Linked DNA regions of Anser cygnoides: region 2 is linked to region 1. Evidence: chromatin contacts called from public Hi-C data. All regions are on one chromosome and are shown on one strand. The core of a region is the stretch at or near the end of the contact, and the rest is flanking DNA. Distances in the headings are between cores, read along the strand shown.

What was found. A called contact is a pair of places that touch in the nucleus more often than the background predicts.
Region 2: a contact with region 1 is called in a Hi-C map of liver, with 7 times the contacts expected there. The contact joins the promoter of SCYL3 here to the promoter of PRRC2C in region 1. A contact is called at or near these places in 2 of 7 Hi-C or Micro-C datasets (both in liver).

Annotation. Positions count from the first base shown.
Region 1 is chr8:10,801,697-10,804,619 of Taihu_goose_T2T_genome, reverse strand. PRRC2C (proline rich coiled-coil 2C) reads left to right here and starts at 1,335. Exons shown (of 36, transcript XM_067001508.1): 1 at 1,335-1,513; 2 at 2,348-2,418. It overlaps FMO4 (flavin containing dimethylaniline monoxygenase 4), which reads left to right. Exons shown (of 9, transcript XM_013190065.3): 9 at 391-929. The coding sequence ends at 775.
Region 2 is chr8:11,089,819-11,092,788 of Taihu_goose_T2T_genome, reverse strand. It overlaps SCYL3 (SCY1 like pseudokinase 3), which reads right to left and starts at 1,520. Exons shown (of 14, transcript XM_048080196.1): 1 at 1,498-1,520.

The sequences.
Region 1 (2,923 bases), core at 86-2,585:
CATCTCGTGGCTTCTCCCTCCCTACTCCAGGCTGCAGGGAGCGTGAGGCTGAGGGCCCAGCTCCCTCCCAAAACCCCACTGGAGCACAGTGAGGGACCAGTTTCCTAGCTCAGCCCAGTCCACAGGTTGCATTTTGGTGGTGACAAGCAGGTTACAGAGATCAAGCAAGTTTCTGCCTCTTCTCCGTGCCAGGGTGGCTGCTGGTGACCTCCACATGAAGGCTCCATGTGTGCCTTTAGGTCTCTGTGTCACCCTGCAGCAAGGACAGGCTCAGAGATCTTGGCCAACATGTGTCCCCTGTAATGTCGTGGCTTTTCTGAGCCCAGGGCTGTGAACCGAGGTGGGAACAGACTATCTGATTTCCGTTACTGATTCTATGTCCCATGGAAGGAATCCACCCGAGCCGGAGCACTTGAAGATGAGTTTCATTAACTACACCTCCGACATCGCTTCTTGTGCTGGCGTGAAGCCCAGCATGCTGTGGCTGCTCCTGACCGACCCCCGGCTGGCCATGGCCGTCTTCTTCGGCCCCTGCACGCCCTACCAGTACCGCCTGGTGGGACGGGGACGGTGGAGCGGGGCCAGGGCCGCCATCCTGACGCAGTGGCAGCGGGCCTTGAAGCCCTTGAGAACTCGGGTGGTGGAGGACGGAGCCTCCCCCTGCTCCTGGCGCTGGCTGGGCTTCCTCGCCCTGCCCGCCATGCTGCTGGCGGGGTTCCTCCTCTCCAAATCTCCCCGGCTGGGGTGGGTCCCCAGGGGGCTTCCCCTTTTCTAGAAGGGATTGAGGGGGCCGTGGGGGGTGGTGTTGGGGGGACCACGTACTTCTGCCACCAGCCCTGAGCCTCCAGAGGGCTGTGGGGAGAGCCTGAAGGGCTGGTGGGCATGGGGCCAGTGCTTCTTCTGGGGTGATGGGTGGCTTGTGGGGTGGGCAAGGGTGGGCAAGTGGTTGTTTTGCTGGGAATTTACGAGAGGCAGGAGGCAGAAATAAACCTCAGTGGGCTTTTAACAACGTTTTAATGTGAGATTTTGATGTTTTGGGTAACGGGTTGGCTATGAGGGGCAGGGGGACGGACTTAGGGCTTTGCACCCCGGGAACAGGGGGAAGGCAGAGAGCAAAGGCCGGTGGCGGGCTTCCCCGGGTGCCTCCCGCCAGAACATGGCGGCGAAAATCCCAAACCTCCTCCAAATCCACCCCAATTCACCGCCCCCCCCCCCCGACTGCGGCAGGGCGGCGGTCACGTGGGCGGGCAGGCGGGCGGGGCCCCGTCGGGCGGGTGCGCGCTCGCTCCGCCGGCCGGTCGCGCGCGCGCGCGGCGCGGTGACGTCAGACGCCGTTGGCGCCGGCTTGGCCGCCCGCCATCTTGGCCCCTGTGTGGAAGCGGCTGAGGCGCGGCGCCGGGAGCGGCCGGCGGCCTTCGCCGGAGCGCGGTGAGCCCGCGGGGGGCGAGGGGAGGGGAAAAAGAAAAGAAGAAAATAAAGGAAAAACCCGGAGCGGGTTCCTCGGCCCCGCCAGGTGAGCTGGAGGAGGCCGCGCTCTCCCCTCAGCGCTCCTCGGGCGGCCTTGAGGCAGGCTGAGCGGCGCCGGGGGGAGCGGGCGGGCGGCCTGCGCCTCATGGCCGCGGGCGGGGGCGGCGCGGGGCGGAACGGAACGGAACGGAGCGGAACGGAACGGGGGGGCCGGGAACGGGGAGGGGCCCCCGGGCCGCTGCTCGCCCCGCCGGGCGCGGGGAGGCGGCGTTGGGCCCACGCCGGCCGGGCCCTGGTGCCGGGCCGCGCCGCAGCGCCTCGCATCGCCCGGGGCCGGCCGCGCCCCGCAGCGGGCACAGCGCCGGGCACAGCCCCGGGGCGGCGGGAGGGGGCTGCGGGCTGCTTCCACGCCTAGTTCGCTCCCTTCCCCACCTATTTAGCTCCCTCTCCCTTACCCACCTCTTCCCCTTATCTACTTATTCCCCCCTCCCTTTACCCTCATATTTCTCTTGCTCCCCTATTTCTCCCTTCTTCCTCACCTATTTCCCCACCTATTTCTCCCCTCTTCCTCACCTATTTCTCTTCCCCACCTATTCCCCATCCTCCCCTATTTCCCTCCCTCTTACCCACCTATTTCCCTTACCCGCCTATTTCCCCCCCACACACACACCTATTCCCCCACCCCCCCTTTTCAAAAGGCTCCACATCTTTCCAGGGAGATTCCTCAGGAAACCATCCCCTTCAAGCTTTTGCACTCACTCTGTGGCACTAATTCTTCCTCTGCAAACCCGTGGGGAAGGAGAGGTTTTCCTATGGGATGCTGGAGGCACGTGCAGTGCGCCACACTTGGATTTTCTGACTCTGAAATATTTATCCGCAGTTCTGGAGACACGCAGTAAAAGGATTCCTGGATTATTTCACTTAAAACTGAGTGAAGCACCTTTTGAAAAGGTACTGTTGTTTCTGCTCCTAGGGACAAGATTTGTAGGAATGGGGTGAACGTGACCAGGGTGGTTTTATTGATAGCGCTTGAAATGTGGTGTGAGCATAGGTAGATGACATGGCTAAAATTCAGGCAGCCAGCCTGGCATAATGGGAGCCATCACCCAGGGATGCGGGGCTTGAAAATTTGGGGGCTAAAAGTGGCCTAGCCAGTTTCTAGCTTGGGCCCTTTTTATGGGGAAGGGGAGCCTGCGTGAGAGCATGGTGCTGGGAGTTGTATGGAACACTGTGGTTTTGCTGTTTCTGTCCCTTTTGTGTCTCAGGCATGCATTTTGTAAGCTTGTCCCTTTGTGAAAGGTCTTGAACTCTTTATCACCGAGGAAGAACTGTTTTTTCTTATCAGTCTTTGATTACTGGAGTCAAATGGATGTGCAAGTAGAAATAAGCATTATTTCCAGCAAAAGGAACAGGATTTTTTTAATAGCTTTGTTTCTTGTGCAGGGGGACATCAGGC
Region 2 (2,970 bases), core at 271-2,770, 290 kb before region 1:
AAAGAGCACTAGCAAGAAATAGAACAGGACTTTCTTGATAGACCGAGGGTGTTACTTCCTCCCACAGTGACAAGAGAGTGCTCTCTAGGCGGGAGACTGATTTTACACAAGTCCCTGCTCACACATCATTTAACCATCTTTGTCTGACAGCTAATGTCCTGTAACAAGCAGGCAGCTGCAGCTTCAGGCGTGCTTCTCGCTGGGAGGAACGAGCCGTGTGAACGCGTTACATACGGGAACCAGAAAGTATTACAGCTTTAACTGATGGAACACAACTTAACCCTCCAGATTGTACCAGGTGGGCGTACAATGGCTGCTACAGCCTGACTTTTATTTGTAAATTGAGCTTGTGTGTTCTGAGCCACCTAAAATCTAACACTGAGTTATCTACAGAACACACAGCTCCCTATCGTTCTGCCCCCGCTAGCGTCAGGGATGGACGTGCCCCTTGTCACTGCTGTTCCTTTCGCGTAACCTTTGGGAAAGCCACAACACAACTCTGAACTGCAGCCTCCGAGCCAGCAGGTGAAAAGGAAACACGGCACGGCATTTACAGATGTGTCTAAAAGGACCGTCCTGTAGCTCCCCGGCACGGGAAGGGTTCACAGTGCCCTGAAGTCGGTGGGATGTGCTCTCAGCTCAGAGGCCTCCTCTCCAGGCAGAGCTTTGCTGTGGCTGCCCGAGGCCTAGTGCCGCTCACCTGTGCGGTGCGAGACCTGCCGCTGCTGGGCACGGCGCGTTCACACAGCTCTGTGCCACCTCTGCCCCCGTTACCGCTCGGGTTCGTGCAGGACAGCCCAAAGCAGGGGGTGACCCCGTGCCTCGCCTTCACCCCGCACTCACACACCCGCTCCCAAACTCGGGCTCGGAAGCGCTACCACGGCAGGCTTTGCTCGCAGCCCGGCTGCCCCCGCCCCAACCACCACGGGCTCGGGGCGAGCATCGCCCCCCGCAACCGAGCCCTGCGGGGCAGCCCGGCCTCCCCAGCTCACCCCCACCGCACCCCGCGCCCCCTCCACAGCTCCCGCGGGACCCCCGCGCCGCCTCCATCCCAGCCCGCCCCGGGCTCCGAGCCCCGGGCCCCCCCCGTCCCCCCGCACCTGCAGGCAGCGGCCGGGCCGGGAGGTGCCGCCGCGCCCCGCCGCCCGCTGCCGCCCTCACGGCGCCGCCGCCGAGCCCGCTTCCGGCAGCACGGGGGCGGGCAGCGGGAGGAGGAGGAGCGGCCGCCATCTTCAGCGAGGGCGCGGCCGCCATTTTGGTTGCGGGCGGAGCCGTCTCCGCGCCCGGCGGCTGGGCGGCCTCGGCTCCTTCGCTGCGAGCCCGTCCTTCCCTCAGCACCGGGGGCTCGTCCCGTCCCCGTGCTTCATCCCAGCCCTGCAGCCACCACAGGGGGTTCCAACCCAGCCGTGCGCCCACCAAGTCCCACAGCTGGGGTGGTTCTGCCTGCAGGACGCAGCAGTCCCTCACACTGAACGTCCCTTTAGGAGAGGCACTCACCGGTACACCACAGCCACCGCCGGGGCTTTTGGCTTGGTTCAGCTCGCTTTAACCTGGGGAAGCCAGAAAACGGCAGGGTTGAGGTTTGACCGGCAGCCAACACAACACAAACTCCGCATGCAAGGTGCGCTGTGATCAGCCCCGAGGGCTCCGGGCCTGTCCTCCCCTGGCTTTCCTTTGCCCTGTGCCTCCCGACCAGGACAGACACCGCGCTGTGCAGAAATGAGCCGTGCGTGTGATTTACAGGCCCCAGGTGCTCGGGGAATAGGTGTCTCCATCCTAGTGCACGGACCCAGCTGCAGCCCGTGAGCTAGTTTCCTTCCAGCTCCCCTTGCGGGGTCGCCGTGCTCAGCCCCACACCAGCACCCTGGGGAGCCCAGCAACAGCTCCTGGAGCAGCCCAAATAGCGGGTGGGTGACAGGGTGAGAGCGGCAGAGGCGAGGCAGGTGGTCTCTCTCTGACAGCTCTCCCCCCCACCCTTGCTTTGGTGGTGTAACTCGTGCATCATAAGGAGATCTATTTAATGCCATTAAAACTAATTGCTCTCTGTGCTGCAGAATAAAGTGACTCCGGGGAGAGATTTCATGTGAGTATTTTGGACAGCCGAATAAACGTTGAAAGGAATTACTATAGTGCAGTGGGAGGTCTGAGCTTTTCACACACTATTTTCATATTGCCAATGTTATTCCAGTTTCATGCAGCGCCAGGGCATTAGGATGTGGTTTGCTCAGTCATTTTGAACCTAATGTTTCGAGCGAGCAGAGCCCAGCAGCACACCCCATACCTGTGGCCTTGTCTAGACAAAGATTTAATGGCTATTGCAGGGTGCTTAACAAAGGTGGTCTAAGCTGTGCTAACTCCTTGGCTTTCTTTATAACTGAACTCCACCAATTTAGCATGCATTAAATTTTGTGCTGTCAAAGCTGCCATGAACTTTGTAGAGCCTATTCTTTAGCAATGAGCTCCCCCCAATCCCTTTCTGGCAGAGCCAGAAACTGCCCAGAACATGGACAGTACTCCTAGAGATACTGGTCTGCTGGCCGGTAACTCAATGCCAGGGCCCCTTTGACATCTGGACAGAAAAAGGGATTCCCTCAGATCTACACCCAAACTCCGGTTGAGCTGTTCGGTGAGCAGAGAGGAAGGCCGCCTTGCACTGCGGTGCATGGGGAGGTCTAGCAGTGGGGCAGAGTGCTCAGAGTCCCCTCTGGGGCAGATGGCTTTAGGGGTAGCTGGAAGAACTGGGTCTTTTTAAATAAAGCAGATGGAGGAAGGAGGAGGGTGCAGGAGAGGGGTGCAGGAGAGTACAATAGGTCCTTACCCTGTGTAGTAGTATGTGAGGCACAGTACGTAACACACCACGGGGTGACAATAAAGCAGACAGGAACAGAAATTAAAATGAAGCTCAGAAATGCAGCCTCCCTACTTGGACAGATCAGAAGTCTTTGTCCCAAATACTTACGCTAAAAGACC